Regions from separate parts of the Sus scrofa genome. Here region 1 is linked to region 2. A link is a contact called in public HiChIP or PLAC-seq data. All regions are on one chromosome and are shown on one strand. Each heading gives the region's core, a stretch centred on a gene start, on an enhancer-like site or on the middle of the called end of the contact. The rest is flanking DNA. Distances are from core to core; before and after follow the strand shown. Region 1 overlaps SMAD3 (SMAD family member 3). Region 2 holds the start of SMAD3 (SMAD family member 3).

The links. HiChIP or PLAC-seq counts read pairs in DNA pulled down with a chosen protein or histone mark.
Region 1: a contact with region 2 is called in an H3K27ac HiChIP or PLAC-seq map of skeletal muscle. The contact joins the enhancer-like site here to the promoter of SMAD3 in region 2. A contact is called at or near these places in 1 of 5 promoter capture datasets (liver), 12 of 47 Hi-C or Micro-C datasets (embryonic fibroblasts, heart right ventricle, liver and 4 more) and 2 of 2 datasets of contacts at active chromatin or transcription factors (alveolar macrophages and skeletal muscle).

Annotation. Positions count from the first base shown.
Region 1 is chr1:165,114,753-165,121,494 of Sscrofa11.1, forward strand. It overlaps SMAD3 (SMAD family member 3), which reads left to right. Exons shown (of 9, transcript NM_214137.1): 8 at 2,535-2,679; 9 at 5,120-6,170. The coding sequence ends at 5,243. Among named protein-coding and RNA genes, the nearest start is that of AAGAB, 75 kb to the right of the region's middle. Within about 2 kb of position 4,314, at least 24 of the 83 cell types and tissues checked have an H3K27ac peak or open chromatin away from gene starts, as enhancers often do. A contact at or near this core is called in liver, omental adipose tissue, retroperitoneal adipose tissue and 1 more, where this site is marked.
Region 2 is chr1:164,992,502-164,999,779 of Sscrofa11.1, forward strand. It overlaps SMAD3 (SMAD family member 3), which reads left to right and starts at 5,956. Exons shown (of 9, transcript NM_214137.1): 1 at 5,956-6,343. The coding sequence starts at 6,138.

The sequences.
Region 1 (6,742 bases), core at 3,064-5,563, 120 kb after region 2:
GTGTTTGCATGGCCAATCTGGAGGTGCTTCGCTTGATTTTTCTCTGTGGCTTGCTCTCTCACTCTGAGCTTCCTGAACCTCTGAGGAGCAGATGCAGCATCTGACAGATCTGCCTCTCACCTGTGGGTACCTGCTCATTGCCTGTGTGCAGAGATGCTCAGGTGGTGTGCTGGCTAGCTTCCCTCTTTCCTTCCGCCATTCCAGATGCGGAGCTGGAGGGGAGCAGGAAGCCCTGCTGCTATCCCCACAGACCTTACCCATCATCTCAGTGTACAAGGCAAAGATACAAGTGGGTTTAATACAAGGGAGGGTGCTAAGCACCAAGTAGGCAGCACAGGTAAGGTGCTCTTGGATCTAAGGGGGAAAACACATTGAATTATTAGGATGGATCAAGGAAGCTTCTTGGAGGAGAAGAGCTTGGGCTGGGAAGGATGGGTAAGTATTAGATGCACAGAGGGATGGGGTGGGGACCGTGAGGGCATTCAGGCAGAGGGAACATTATGGGCAAAGGCCCAGCGGTGATGGAGGGCAGGGCACGTGTGGGCAGCGCTCTGGCTGCAGCAGAGGCCCTGTAAGAGACAGTCAGGGATCATGTTTTGAAAGTTTGATGGAACCAAGCCATGGAAAGATGTGAGAAAGTTTTGTTTTTATTTGGGGGCCCTGTTGAGGGTTTTCTGAGTCGGGCTGTGAATCCCACTTGTACTCCAAGAGGAGTCAGGCTCACCCCAGACGGTGGCTTGAACAGGGCCAGGTCTGGGTAGAGGACCAGGCAGGAGGTGATCTTATCCAAATCCTTTTCACAGCAAAAGCGGAGGCAGAAAGCCCCCGCGAAACCCACTTTTCCCAGGGCGGGCAGCCGCAGAGCATGCAGTGTGCCTGACTGGGAGAGTGTGTAGCTTAGGTCGTTGCCTGTGGGGGTGTGTGTGTGTGTGTGTGATGTCTTCCTGCCTGCTAAGTAGCAGGTGATGCTGGAGAGCAGTGGGCCACTGGCAGGGTCAGCTTAAGAAGGAAGAGTCTGGGAGTTCTTGATATGGCTCAGGGGTTAAAGGCCTGACGTCTCTATGTGGATGTGGTTCAATCCCTAGCCTCAATCAGTGGGCTAAGGATCTGGGGTTGCTGTGAGCTGCAGTTTGGGTCACAGGTGCAGCTCAGATCTGGTGTGGCTGTGGCTGTGGCCTGTAGCTCCCATTTGACCCTGGCACAGAGGGAACTTCCATATGCCATAGGTGCCTTTAAGAAGACAAAAACAAAAAAAAAAGAAGAATGCAGAGTCTGAGTTGCCTAGCGATGCTGTTTCCGGGATGTCACATGGTTGTGTTTACAGAGCACATGTCTATCTCGGGTCTCACTTAGTTCCCTCCAGTAACCCTAGCTCTACAGGGGGAGGCATGTTGAAGAGACAAGTTCAGAGAGGTTAAGCCACCTTCTAAGGACACACAGCCAGTAAGTGGCTGAGCCAGGATGAGCCTATCGCTGTGTGCTTCTTGCTGCTTGCTTGGCAGGGGGCTGGAGCCCACCTTTGACCCTGCTTCACCCCGCTTCCCCTCAGAGAAAAACGAGAAGAGGAAGCCAGGCTGCGTTCTTGACTTTGTGCCCATCCCTTCACCCCGCCCTCCTTGTCTCTGGTGAGGGCAAAGCTGGCTGTGGTGGTGGTTGTTAGCTCATGGAATGTCAGAGCTGGGGGCCTTTGAGGCCAGTCTCTCCTTTACAAGGGAGACACAGGGCTTAGAAGAGAAAGTGACCAGCCCAGAGTCACACAGCAAGCCGAGGGGCCCAGGGTGGCCCATTAGCAAGTGTCACCTCAGCTCACCTTTTGGGCATTTCCAGCATGTGCTTTTTGTCTTTTATTTTTCCGGTTGACACATTCCTGGCACAGAGGCGGCAGGACTTCAAACAAAAGATTTATTATAAACTTCATGTGTGCCTGTCTCTAGTTTTCCTGCCTGGGGAGTTAGGCATACACCTTGGCTTTGCTGCGAATGTCACCTTGACCCAGTCTTGTGCCCACAAGGCCAAATGTGGCCCAGACCTCTTTTTCCCTCCCGGCCCCGGCAGAGGTGGCTTCCTCAGTGAGGCTGGGGTGGAGGGCAGCCAGGGACCCTCTGCAGAGCTTCCTGTGGGCACGGCCTGCCTCCGGCACTCCCGCCATGCAAGAGCAGGGGCTGCTGTTGCCCAGGCTGTCCGCCACACCCCACACCACCATGGACCTTCTGTTCTCTCTGTTCCCTGGAGTCTTGCCTTGGCCCCTTTGCCCAGGGCAGGGCCACCTCTCCCCGCCCATCTCCCTTGTTCCTGGGCCCACCTTGCTAACTTCCTCAGCATTCCCACTCTGGGGCTCGGAGCCTACAGGCCAGTGTTTAACTCCCCCCTCACCCATGTCAGCTGCGTCCGCTTCAGGGCGGTGATGGCTTCAAGGGCAGGGAGTGGGAACACTCGTCCAGGTGAATGGGGGGGGCACCTTCAGCCCGGGGAGGGAGGAGCTCCAGACAGGGGTATTCTCCATGCCCACAATCACTGTTTTGTTCTGTTGGCAGGATGCAACCTGAAGATCTTCAACAACCAGGAGTTTGCCGCCCTCCTGGCTCAGTCTGTCAACCAGGGCTTTGAGGCCGTGTACCAGCTGACACGGATGTGCACCATCCGCATGAGCTTCGTCAAGGGCTGGGGCGCCGAGTACAGGTCAGGGTTGGGGCACCTGGACAGCGGAGTGGGGGCTTCCCAGAAATGAGCTAGCCTGGCCCTCACCCTGAATAGCAGAGGGGCCAGGGATCAGTGGGCAGCTGAGCCCCACTGGGTGAGGAAGGGCTGAGCAGTGCTCGCCTAGCACTTGACTTTCTCAGGCGCTGGATGCACACAGTCCCATTTCAGCCTCACTACAACCTTGGGCAGGGACATGGGCATGGTCCCCTTCGTACAGATGAGGGAACCAAGGTCCAGGGAGGGCAAGCCACTTGCCTGAAGTCACATCATTTGTAGAAAAACTGAGCCTAGAACTGTGCCCCCTTGGTGTCTTTCTCCTAGTTGGCTTTGGGCAGCTGCTTGTACAATGACCCTCCCCGGGAAGTTGGGTCTTCATCCTGGAGTTCCTTCCCTCCTCTGTGGCTCCATCTCTGACCGGAGCGACCCTCAGGACCTAGGATATTAAAACTGAGAAGCAGGGAGGGGACGAGGAGATTTGATAGTCCTACAGGAAGATATCTTACTTGCTCAGAAATGATTTTTTTTTTTTTTCATAATTTCAGACAGTGGTTTCAACATGGCACTGGTTAGGGGTCTCCCTGGTCTGCTCTCGAGTTTCTCAGACTGTTCTGGGGTGGGCTTCAAGAATCCTATTCCTTTTCTCCCCACACCTGGACAGGAGTCTCCCAAGGGGCAGGTCTGTGGGCCCAGCCCCCTGCTCTGTGGCAGACACAGAGGTACCCACACGTCAGCTGGAGCCAGGGCCTTGCAAGTTACTCTCCCCTTCGCTTCATTTTTCCAGATGTTTGGAATCCATTTTGTTTTGCAGTCATTCTGCACCCGAGCCAAACCCATTTCAATATTGGCTCTGGGCCACCGTTTATAATGAAATCCAGATGAGCATGACTTATGGAAAGTCAGATTCTCATTAGAGGATTTCGGTCCATAAAATTCTCCTCTTTCATTTACCGTATTTCAGCTGCTGTTCCCTGTGTCAGCCCCGCAGTGCTGGGGGACGTGGCACCTTGGTCTCTGGGGTCTGAGATCTGGGATGAATGACCAGCGCAACGTTCCCACTGGTCAGCCCTCAGGAGAACTTACAGCCCAGTTATATGGCCTGAGCTGAGCCCAGGCCCAAAGGCCCAACCTGAGGGACCCTTTAGCCTTGGCTGTAATCATGTAGGCAACAAGAATTGAAAGGTTAGAAAATTAGTCTTGTTTTGAAGCTGGGGAAAGGAGATACTTAAAGATGGAATCAAGGGAAAAGAGCCAGAGGGAGGGAGGCCCAGGTGCTCTTTACCACTCAGACTGCAGTCCGGAGGGCCACACTTGGGCACCCAGGTCAGGCAGGCACCGCAGGGCTGAGCCCAGAAGCCCATTGCTAACCTTCCACTTGGGCGAAGCGTGGCCAAGCAAGGATGCTGCTGCCCTCAGGCCTGTGGTTCTTGACCTGGGTGCAGCACCACAGTGCTCCAGCTTCAAGTGCTTGAGAAGTGGCCCCTTGCTGGCAGAAGCCTTTCCCTGGGGGCACTGTGTCACCACACAGGACATACGGCCAGCACACCCAGTGCTGTGCAGCCCACGTCACTGCCACCTGGCAGCACGGTGGAGCAGCCTAACTGGCTGTGCGGCCCCTTCCCAGAACAGTCTCGCCTTCCTTCTGCCTCCTGGGCCAAGGAGAGTAAGGTTTCATCCCTTCCTGTGAGGTGGCCAAAAGCAGGGCCCAGGGCCCAGGCCTCTCACCTCCAGCTGGCACCAGCGCCTCCGGCCTCAGCAGATAGCCTTTGCTCAGGAGGCCTTTGGGAGCTCGCCTGCGAGCTGCGTCATCAACCAGCCCGAATTTAGACAAAGTGCTTTGGGGAAAAGAAACGTGTGGTGTGCCTCAGTTTTTTCCAGTAATTGTTCCATGGCTTGCTCTGCTCGTAAGATTTTCCAAAATAAGGCCATAGATGGGAATTATATCAGCACATCGGGGACCGACGGCATGTGGACTCTGTCGGCGCTTTGTAAAAAACACCCCTCGATCAGACAGACGCACGTCATCGTGGCCTGCTGGGGCTGAAGGCAGGGAGCTGTAGGTGTCTGCTCAGGACAGGGGGGCCAGGGAGACCTTTGCTTGGGCTGGAGCTTCTCCACTGGGGGCCCATCACAGCAACCGGTGGGCCTCTGGGACACCCTGGAATTTGCCTTATGTGTTTCTCTTTAAGGGCCACCTCCTTCCCCGATCTACTCGGGGCCCTTCCTGTTTGGCAGAGTCTGGCCTGGCAGTTTCAGCAAGTTACTGGCACCTCCTCCAGGGCAGGGTCCAGCATGACAGGCCATATCCCTGGCTCTGGGAAGAAGATGGTCCCAAAGCAGGAAAAGGGGTTCTGACTTGTATGTGTGGGCTTCTAGACATTCTTAAAGTCTCCCAACCCACCCCTCTCCCTATGTCTTGCAGGAGACAGACTGTGACCAGCACCCCCTGCTGGATTGAGCTGCACCTGAATGGGCCATTGCAGTGGCTTGACAAGGTCCTCACCCAGATGGGCTCCCCAAGCATCCGCTGTTCCAGTGTGTCTTAGAGACATTGGGTGTGAAGGGGGAGGGTGGGGAGGGCGGGCTCGGGGAAGATGGCTGTGGAGGAGGTGGAGAAATCAGAACTCTACTCACTGTGGTCAAGGAAGAAGACATTTTTCTCCCTCAACCAAAGTGGCACCAGCCTGTTTTCCAAAACACAAAAGCAAACCCGGAGATGGATTTCTATGAACAGCTGTGTCTGCTGAACACATCTTCCCTTTGGCCCCAGCTTGAAGGGCAAGAAATGGCTTCTGCTCTGGCGGCTTGAGCAAACAGGTGGTATCTCACCACCTGCCACCTCCCCCTGCCTCCCCCCCCCCTTTTTTAAGGACAGAAACTGGGATGTCACTGTCCAATGGGAAATGGCCTTCTGATCAGGACCGGAATGTGGAATGGGCCTTGGGTGCTCTAGGCTGGGAGAAGCCCGCAGGGGTGTGAGCACACCTCAGGTCCAGCCCTCTTCCCCCACTGAGCATTCCTGAACCCCAGCTGCAGCAGCAGACCCTGTAACCTGGGGCCTGGACTGACTTGGGGCAGGGAGGGGGCTTGTCTGTCTCTATCCATCTCAGAGCGTACTGATTACAGTGAGCAAGCGAGTGTGGTCACAATGTGCAGAGAGATGGTGGGAAAAGCTGGTGGGACACCGGTTTAAAAACACTCTTAAATTTGTCTTCACTTTCAGCAGTTGGAAAGCTCTGTTGAGGCTCAGTGCATATGTACCAGAGTTTGTATCATCAGCCTCATATGAGAGATTTGAATTACGTCAAGTGTTTCCATGAAGGAAGAGGCAGTCATCTATGATGGTGCTGGGGCTGAGGCAGCACGCTGGTACCCAGATCTCTGGTCACCTGTAAGAGTTCACTCCACATTCTCACATGCTCAGCTATATTGGTTGATGTAGTCAGTTGCATTAATTAAATGAACTTGATCATATGTTCTTTTAAACGTTTGTTTTATATTTAAAAAAAATCTGGATTGGCACATTGACTGGGACACAAGAGTGGGACCCAGCAGTTTCTCTCCCAAAGTGAAGCTTTTCCAGGTTTTGTTGAGAAGACACCTGCCAGCACTTTGGGAAGCTGAAATTAACAGAAGCAAATTCACCAGGAGGGAGAGATCTCAGGCCAACATAGGCAGATGAAAGGGCTATTAAAATTTTTTTTTTTTTTTTACACCTTTGAATATTGCAGGCTTGGTGCAAAGAGGTCTGCCATCTTTCCCCTGGGATGGGAGATTATCTAGCTCACAGTAGAAGCTCATCAGTGACAACTCTAGCAGTTATATGGTGTAATAAGTACTGCTCCCAGTGGCAATTAGTGAGAAAACTATTATAAATTATTTCAACTGGAAAAAAAAAAGAGCCCTCTTTTTCTGGCCTGTTGCAGAATACAGCAGACGAAATTGCCACTTGCCATTGGTACTTTATTCTTTGCTGCTGTTTTTGTATGAAATGACTTATCCCATATTTTTGCATGGATTTCTACCAGGAAACATTAAGGGATTT
Region 2 (7,278 bases), core at 4,706-7,205:
TGCATCTGTGACCTACCCCACAGCTCACGGCAATGCCGGATCCTTAACCCATTGATCGATGCCAGAGATGGAACCAGCGTCGTCATGGATACTAGCTGGGTTCTTTATCGCTGAGCCATGACAGGAATGCCAAGGCAGGCATTTTAAATAATTTTGCCTGGGTTCTCCAAATTGGAGATATCACCATAATTGGGTTGGAAGGTGCTGGGAACCAAAGGCTGTGTCTTTGGAGTAAACAGAACAGTTAGCTTACTGACTACCATGTGCTGAGCACGTTGTATTATTACAGCTCCGCGGCAGAGGGTGGGGTTAACATCCTACTCAGTAGCACACAGACGTCATCATTACAGATCCACAGATTCATCTATTTTCCCTATTTAGCCTTCTTTCTGATTCACATAAGCCCACCCTTGAACACCTATTCTGTTGTGTTGCACGTATATTTTTTTCTACGTTTTTTTATTGTAATAAAATATAGATAGCATAAAAGGGATCTTTTTAACCATTTTTAAGTATATAGTTCTGGGGCATTAAGTACGTTCATGTTGCTGTACAATCATCACCACCACCCAACTCCACCCATAATCACCCACCACCTGATGGATGAAAGGTCTAGTCCCGACTAGATCCTGACTTATCTCCGGGTTGAAAATCCCCTCTCTTCACCAGGTGTCACTTTATGTCTGGGTAAGATGAAGAATTTTTCATCTTCCCCATCTCAAACTCCATACCCATTAAACACTACCCCACCCCCGCCTCAACCCCTGGCAACCACCATTCTAATTCTTGTCTTGAATTTGACAGTTCTAGGTACCTTATGGGAATGAAGTCATAAAGTATTTGTTCTTTTGTGACTGGCTTACTTCACTGAGCCCAAGGTCTTCAAGGTTCATCCAGATTGTAGGATATGACAAGATTTCTTTCCTTTTTAAGGCTGAATAATATTCTATTGTAAGTGCATATACTATATTTTGTTTGTACATTCATCCGTCAATAGACTTACTTCTATATCTCGGCTATCAAGGATAACCCTGCTACAAACATGTCTATACAAATAGCTCTTGGGGTCCCTGATTTTGCTTCTTTAGGGATATATGCCTAGAAATGGCATTGCTGTGTCAAGTGATAATCCCATATTTCATTTATTGAGGAACTGCCATTCCATTTTCTACAATGCTATACTATTTTACATTCCTACCAACCATGCCCAAGAGTCCCCATTTTCTATACGTCCTTACCAACATTTATTTTCTCCTTTTTCTCTTCTTTTTTGGCCACCCCCACAGCATGTGGAAGTCCCCAGGCCAGGGACCAAATCTGAGCTGGAGCTACGCCACAGCTGCAGCAATGCCAGATCCTTAACCCACGATGCCATGGTGGGAACGCCTATATTCTTGTCTTTTTGCCATTTCTTGGGCCTCTCCTGTGGCATATGGAGGTTCCCAGGCTAGGGGTCGAATCGGAGCTGTAGCCGCCGGCCTATGCCAGAGCCACAGCAACTCAGGATCTGAGCTGCCTCTGCAACCTACAGGCCTGCTCAGGGCAATGCTGGATCTTTAACCCACTGAGCGAGGCCAGAGATGAACCACAACCCCCACGACGGGAACTCCGATATTCTCCTTTTTTGATAAGAGCCATCCTAGTGGGTATGAAGTGGGTCCACGGGTATCTTTTTGTTTCTATGACTTCTTTCAAAATTGAAGGTTACTTTGTGTCTATATAATTTTTTACATAAGTAGCATTATGTCATTTGTTTCATTCTGTGTGCTTTTTGACTTGGAACTGTTTTGAAGATCCACCCCTTTGTTCTGTGTACATGGAACTCATTGTCTCTAACTTGTGCATAGTACTCTATGGGGGCACCAAACATGTCCATGTGTATTGAAGGCCTACTGTGTGCTTGGTGAAAGCTCTCAACCTGGGTTGATTTCCTACAGCGATCTGAAGAGGTAGGTATTATTATTCCCATTGTACAAATGAGGAAACTGGCACACAGAGTTAAGCGACTTGCCCAAAGTCTTACAGCTGAAAATGGGGGACTGGACATTTTACTTCAGGTCTCTCTGGTGCCACAGGAGAGCTCACATGTGTAAGATGCTACAAAGAGCCAAGAAAGAGTTCTGACTGAAGACAGAAGTGCTCTCTCAGGTGAGGGCCCTCTGAGGAAAAGTCTAGTCCTGACTAGATCCTGACTTATCTCCGGGTTGAAAATCCCCTCTCTTCACCAGGTGTCACTTTATGTCTGGGTAAGATGAAGACAGACCAATTTTATTGCTCTTTCTAGATTCACCTCTTAGTGATGAACACCCTTTTGGCAAATGGAAAAATCACCAGAACTGAAGACAGGTGTTTGTTTCTTTCCAGCATTCCACCTGCCAGCCGCTCCAAAGCCATGAAAACCTTCTGGCAAATCCTCTTGCGAGGCTCCTCCCCATAGGACTATTCCCAGTGAAATGGAGTTACCGCCTCCGGCCCCATCCCACCTCTCTTGAACTTTGCACTCGCTGTGATAAAAAATTAACCCAGCTAATGTTTCCCGTCCAAGGACAACCTCTGCAGAAGCTGGCCAGGCTGGGCCCCAGCAGACCAGGCACCAGATCAGAGTTCCTACCATCCAGAGCCACCCACCTGCTCACCGACCGAGGTCAAAGGAGCATGTAGGGTCCTCTTGGCCCCCAAAGAATCCAAGCCTCAGCCCTCCTCACTGCTTTGTGTAATTGAGCTGACTTCCCCAACTCTTCTAGTGGAGGAACTGAGGAGGCCAGAGGAGAAAGAACTGGCCCGGAAGTGGCACTTGTTGGACTCACACGTGGGTCTGGTGGTGTTTTTCTGCATGTACAGCTGTCCCTGTCCCGTGGGTGCCAGCATATGAAGGCAGTGCAGGACAGCATGGTTCAGCCATGCTAACTAGCTGCTGACTAGTTACTGCCTCCCCTCAGGAAGACAAGGGGCCCTTCCTGTGCCATGATTCAGAGGCTTAGGATCATGACAGGCCCGCCCAGTGCATTCAATCCTCGATCTCTCTTAGGCTCCTGACCTCCAGAGTGCAAACTGCCCTTCACCACACCTGGCATCTGCCTGATAAAATGAAGGGCTTCCACGGATGGAGAACAGCGTTAGCGCTCTTTCTAGGTTCGTAATAAGAATTGTGTGCTCCATTCTTACAGCTGAAGAGAACAGATGCTCAGTGTGGTGAAGGGAGAGGGAGAGCTAAGATCGAAAGCCAGGTCAGTCATGATGAAGCCGGAGGTCCTTTGACTGGATCTGACTGCCTCTCAACAGTTGGACCTGCCTGATTTGATCTTCAGGTTAAAAGGAATGTTTTACTGGGATGATGGCAAGGGCCCTTTTGCAGGCACACAGCTAGGGAGCTCCTTAGGTTAGGGACCTAAGTTCTTTCATTGGATTCCCAGCAGTGGAGGTGCTCCATAGACATAAGTCTAACCGAATGCTGCCTTCCATTCTGCTTGGCTCTTTACTCTTCATACGGAGTTCCTGGGCCAGGGATCAGATCCAAGCTTCAGTTGCGAGGCACTGTGCTGGACCAGGGATTGAACCTGCATCCCAGCACTCAGAGACACCACTCACTGATCCCGTTGCACCACAGTGGGAACTCCCCCAAGGCGTGTTTCTATTTCTTTACAGCACTTGATGTTTGCAAAGCTTTTCCCATTGGATCCCCACAACCACCCTAGGAGGTTGAGAGGAAAGCTACTTCTAGCCCCATTTTACAGGTGAACAAACATTTCTTGTAGTATCACAATAGTGCACCTGTGTAAAGAACTTTTGTGTTGCAAAGAGCTCCATCTGTGATGTCACCTTCACCCTCCCAGCTCTGTAAGGCAGCTGGCTGGGTGCAGTGGCAAGAATGTGGACCGAGGCCTCACAAGTCACTGGGTCCCAATCCCAATTCTGCCCTGGGAATCTCGAGTACATGTTATAACCTCCAACCTCAGGTGCTTCATTTGTAAATGGGAGGCTGGGGGACATTTACCTCCAGAGCCACTGTGAAGACAAAATCAGAGGAAAGCACTTGGGCTACCTGGAAGGAAGAAAGCCATCAATAAATGTTGATTGCCTTCCTCCCTGCTCTGGTCTGAGGAGGGCTGGGAGGAAGGGAGTGAAATGAGATGACGCTGGCTGCCAGTTAGCTTGGGGATGGGCCAGGAAGGGGAATCAGGTCATTAAGCCCGGGTTGGGGTTCAGGGATTCCCCCTTAAGGTCCCAGCAGGCGGGGAGTTAGAAGAGAGGAAGACAAGGAGCCCAGTTAGTGCTCAGCCCCAGTGCGGACAGGCTGGTAGGAGGGCAGTCACTCCTACTTGCAGGGGTCCCTGCGCTTCTGGGCTGATTTTGTGGATTAGGCCACACCTCACAGAGCTTTGTGACTCCCCACCCGCCAGAGTTTGCAGATAACTTCTTTCTCACCACAGGAGTTTCCTGCTGTTAAAAACAAACAAAGGCTAGAGGCCTGGTAGGGGAGGGGCAGCAGGAGAAAGGCCCTGGGGTCCTGGGGTAACTCCTGAAAGCAGCTGCAGGAGGGGTCTGGGGGCAGATGCCCTTGAATTGTGCTTCTGGGGAGAGAAGCCCCAGAGGGCCCCCAATATCTTGGTATTTCTTTGCTTCCCACCAGAGCTAATTTGGAATACATAAGGTTCCCCGGTACTGCCCTCTTGCCCCACTTTTTTGCAAGTTCACAGCTTTGAAAACAAAGCTCTTGCCTTCTATTTATAGGGTGTTGAATTTCGGCTCTTTGCTCATCATAAGATTCCAAATACCCTGTAATGAAACTTTTCCTCCAAAGATAAATTCTGAAGCGCCCCGTCCTGAACTCAACGGATACCTTTGAGGCCCGTTTTCTGCTGGGCACTTGTTTCCCAAGGCCCCTGGGACCCCCTGGCTCCAGTTATTATACAGGGAGTCACTAGGGTCCCCGAATCTCCACTTCTGAGAGCGAGCCCCTTCCTAATCCCTCCTTCGCACGGTCTCGGGGCTCTAAACCGGTAAGATCTCACCGGTGCTAGAATTAAAGGAGCCCTAGAGTCACCGGCGCCACCAAGGTCCCTAACCGGGATTCGCGTGCCCGCATACCAGTGCGCTGCCAGCCTTCCTGGGCCTCAGCTTTGCGCACGCCCTCTCTCGGACCCGGGTCCTCCCAGGGATGCACGGCCAGCCTGCGGCCAGACGTCGTGCGTTCGTGCGAGCCTAACCCTCTCGGGCCCGCCACGCCAACTGAACTTTCTTAGTGTGGGTTCCGAGAGCGGACGCCACGGCCCGAGCCCGGCCCTCCCGTCCGGGGCCCCTCTCGCCGCTCCTTTCCCACGACTTCCTCCCGGCGCCCGCCGGATTCAGGTCAGGGCCGCGCGGGGTCTTGCGAGCTCCAGCCAGGTCCGCCGCAGCCCCCGGTCGCCCACGTGGGCGTGCTCCGCGCCGGGCGGGGGACGGCCCGGCGCCCTCCCGGAGGCGGGGGGCGGGCAGGGCGCCCGCGGGAGGAGGCGGCGGGGCGCGGGGGAGGAGGCGGGGAGCCCCGGCGGCAAGGGGGCGGTGACAGCGCTTGGAAAGGAGGCTGCACGCGGATTTGCATGAAACACAGACTGGGAGCGGGCGGGAGCGGGAGCGGGAGCGCGGCGCACGCCCCGGGCCGGCCCAGCGAGCGAGCGAGAGAGCCGGGAAGGAGGAGGGCAGCAGGGAGGCGAGGCTGCCGAGGCGGAGGGATCTGCGCATCAAAGCGAGCGAGGCGAGCAAAGTTTGGCTGAGGGTTGGACTTTCCTTCCTGGAGGCGGCACCCAAACAGCCACCCCGTGCGGAAACCCAAACTTTCTTCTGCCACTCGGAGCCCCGCGGCCGCCGCCTCCGCCCCGCGTCCGGGGCCTTCCCGATCCCGTGCCGCTGCCGCCCGCCCTTCTCCCCGCCGCTCTTCTCCTCACCGAGGGAGCCGCCCGGGGCACAGGGCCGCACGCCGAGCCCCGCAGGCTGCAGCGCCGCGGCCCGGCCGGGAGCACCGGCAAGTTCGCCGAGAGTTGAGGCGAAGTTTGGGCGGCCGCGGCCAGCCCGGCCGAGCTCCCCGCTGCGCCCCCGGCGTTCCGCCGCGCCCAGCCCCGCCGGGGGCGCCCCTCGCCGCCCGCGCGCCCTCCCCAGCCATGTCGTCCATCCTGCCCTTCACGCCCCCGATCGTGAAACGCCTGCTGGGCTGGAAGAAGGGTGAGCAGAACGGGCAGGAGGAGAAGTGGTGCGAGAAGGCGGTCAAGAGTTTGGTCAAGAAGCTCAAGAAGACGGGGCAGCTGGACGAACTGGAGAAGGCCATCACCACGCAGAACGTCAACACCAAGTGCATCACCATCCCCAGGTGGGGGCCCGAGGGACCCTGGGGCGCGCCCGCCCAGCCCCCTGGCGTGGCGGGGGGTTGGAACGGAGGGGTGGCCTGGGTGCCCGTGTGTGTGTAGGGGGGGGGCGGTGGGAACACAGACAGGAAAGCGGGGGACCCCAAACAAAACCTTCTCTGGATTTGCAGAGATTCAGAGCCTGAGGCTTCCACACGGCATTCGCGCTCCCAGACCTCGTATTCGCTTTTCACCTCCGGGAAAGCGGGTGCTGCTGGAATCGGCGGCCCCCACCCCGGGGGAGCTGCGGGCTAGAACTTGAGGCCCGCTTTGTTCAGCTCCGCGGGCCGGAGCCCCTCCTCCGCCGCCGCCTCCCGCCCCCGCGGCCCGCGCTCGTGGAGGTGGTGGTGTCTCTCCCTTTCTTTTCTTCATCCCTGTCCCCCCACTTCTTTCCTCCTCGGCAGGAATGCAGTCCGTACAGCTGGGGCTGTGGGTGAGGAGCGGGAGCCTCGTGATTGACAGATTCCTTCTTCGTTCTCTCTTTGCCTTCGGGATTAGCATTTTTATCGAGTATTTTTAGATTCGGTTGTGCCAGTCTCCCGCCCCCTCCGCACACACACGCACTTTACTTGCAGTGGGGTGGTCTGACTTTCAAATGAGAGAGATAAGTGGCAGAGGGTAGGGTCTTCTCCCCCGACTGTTTTTTGGCCCACCTTTCAGCCATAGATTGCGAGTGGCTGCAAAACGCGGGGGGCTGAGAACTGAGGAGATAACAAAACGCACCCCAAAGGGGGGCCTCGCCTCGGCCCTCGCATTCCTACAGAGCCTTCCTTCCCAAAGCGCTGTGCCATCTGTCTGGACCTCCTTTATCCTCCACTTTGCGCTAGCTAGGTCAGGCGGGAGCTCACAGATGGCTGATAGAAGGGGTCAGTGACTTCTCTCCACTCCCCAGGGCCTTCTT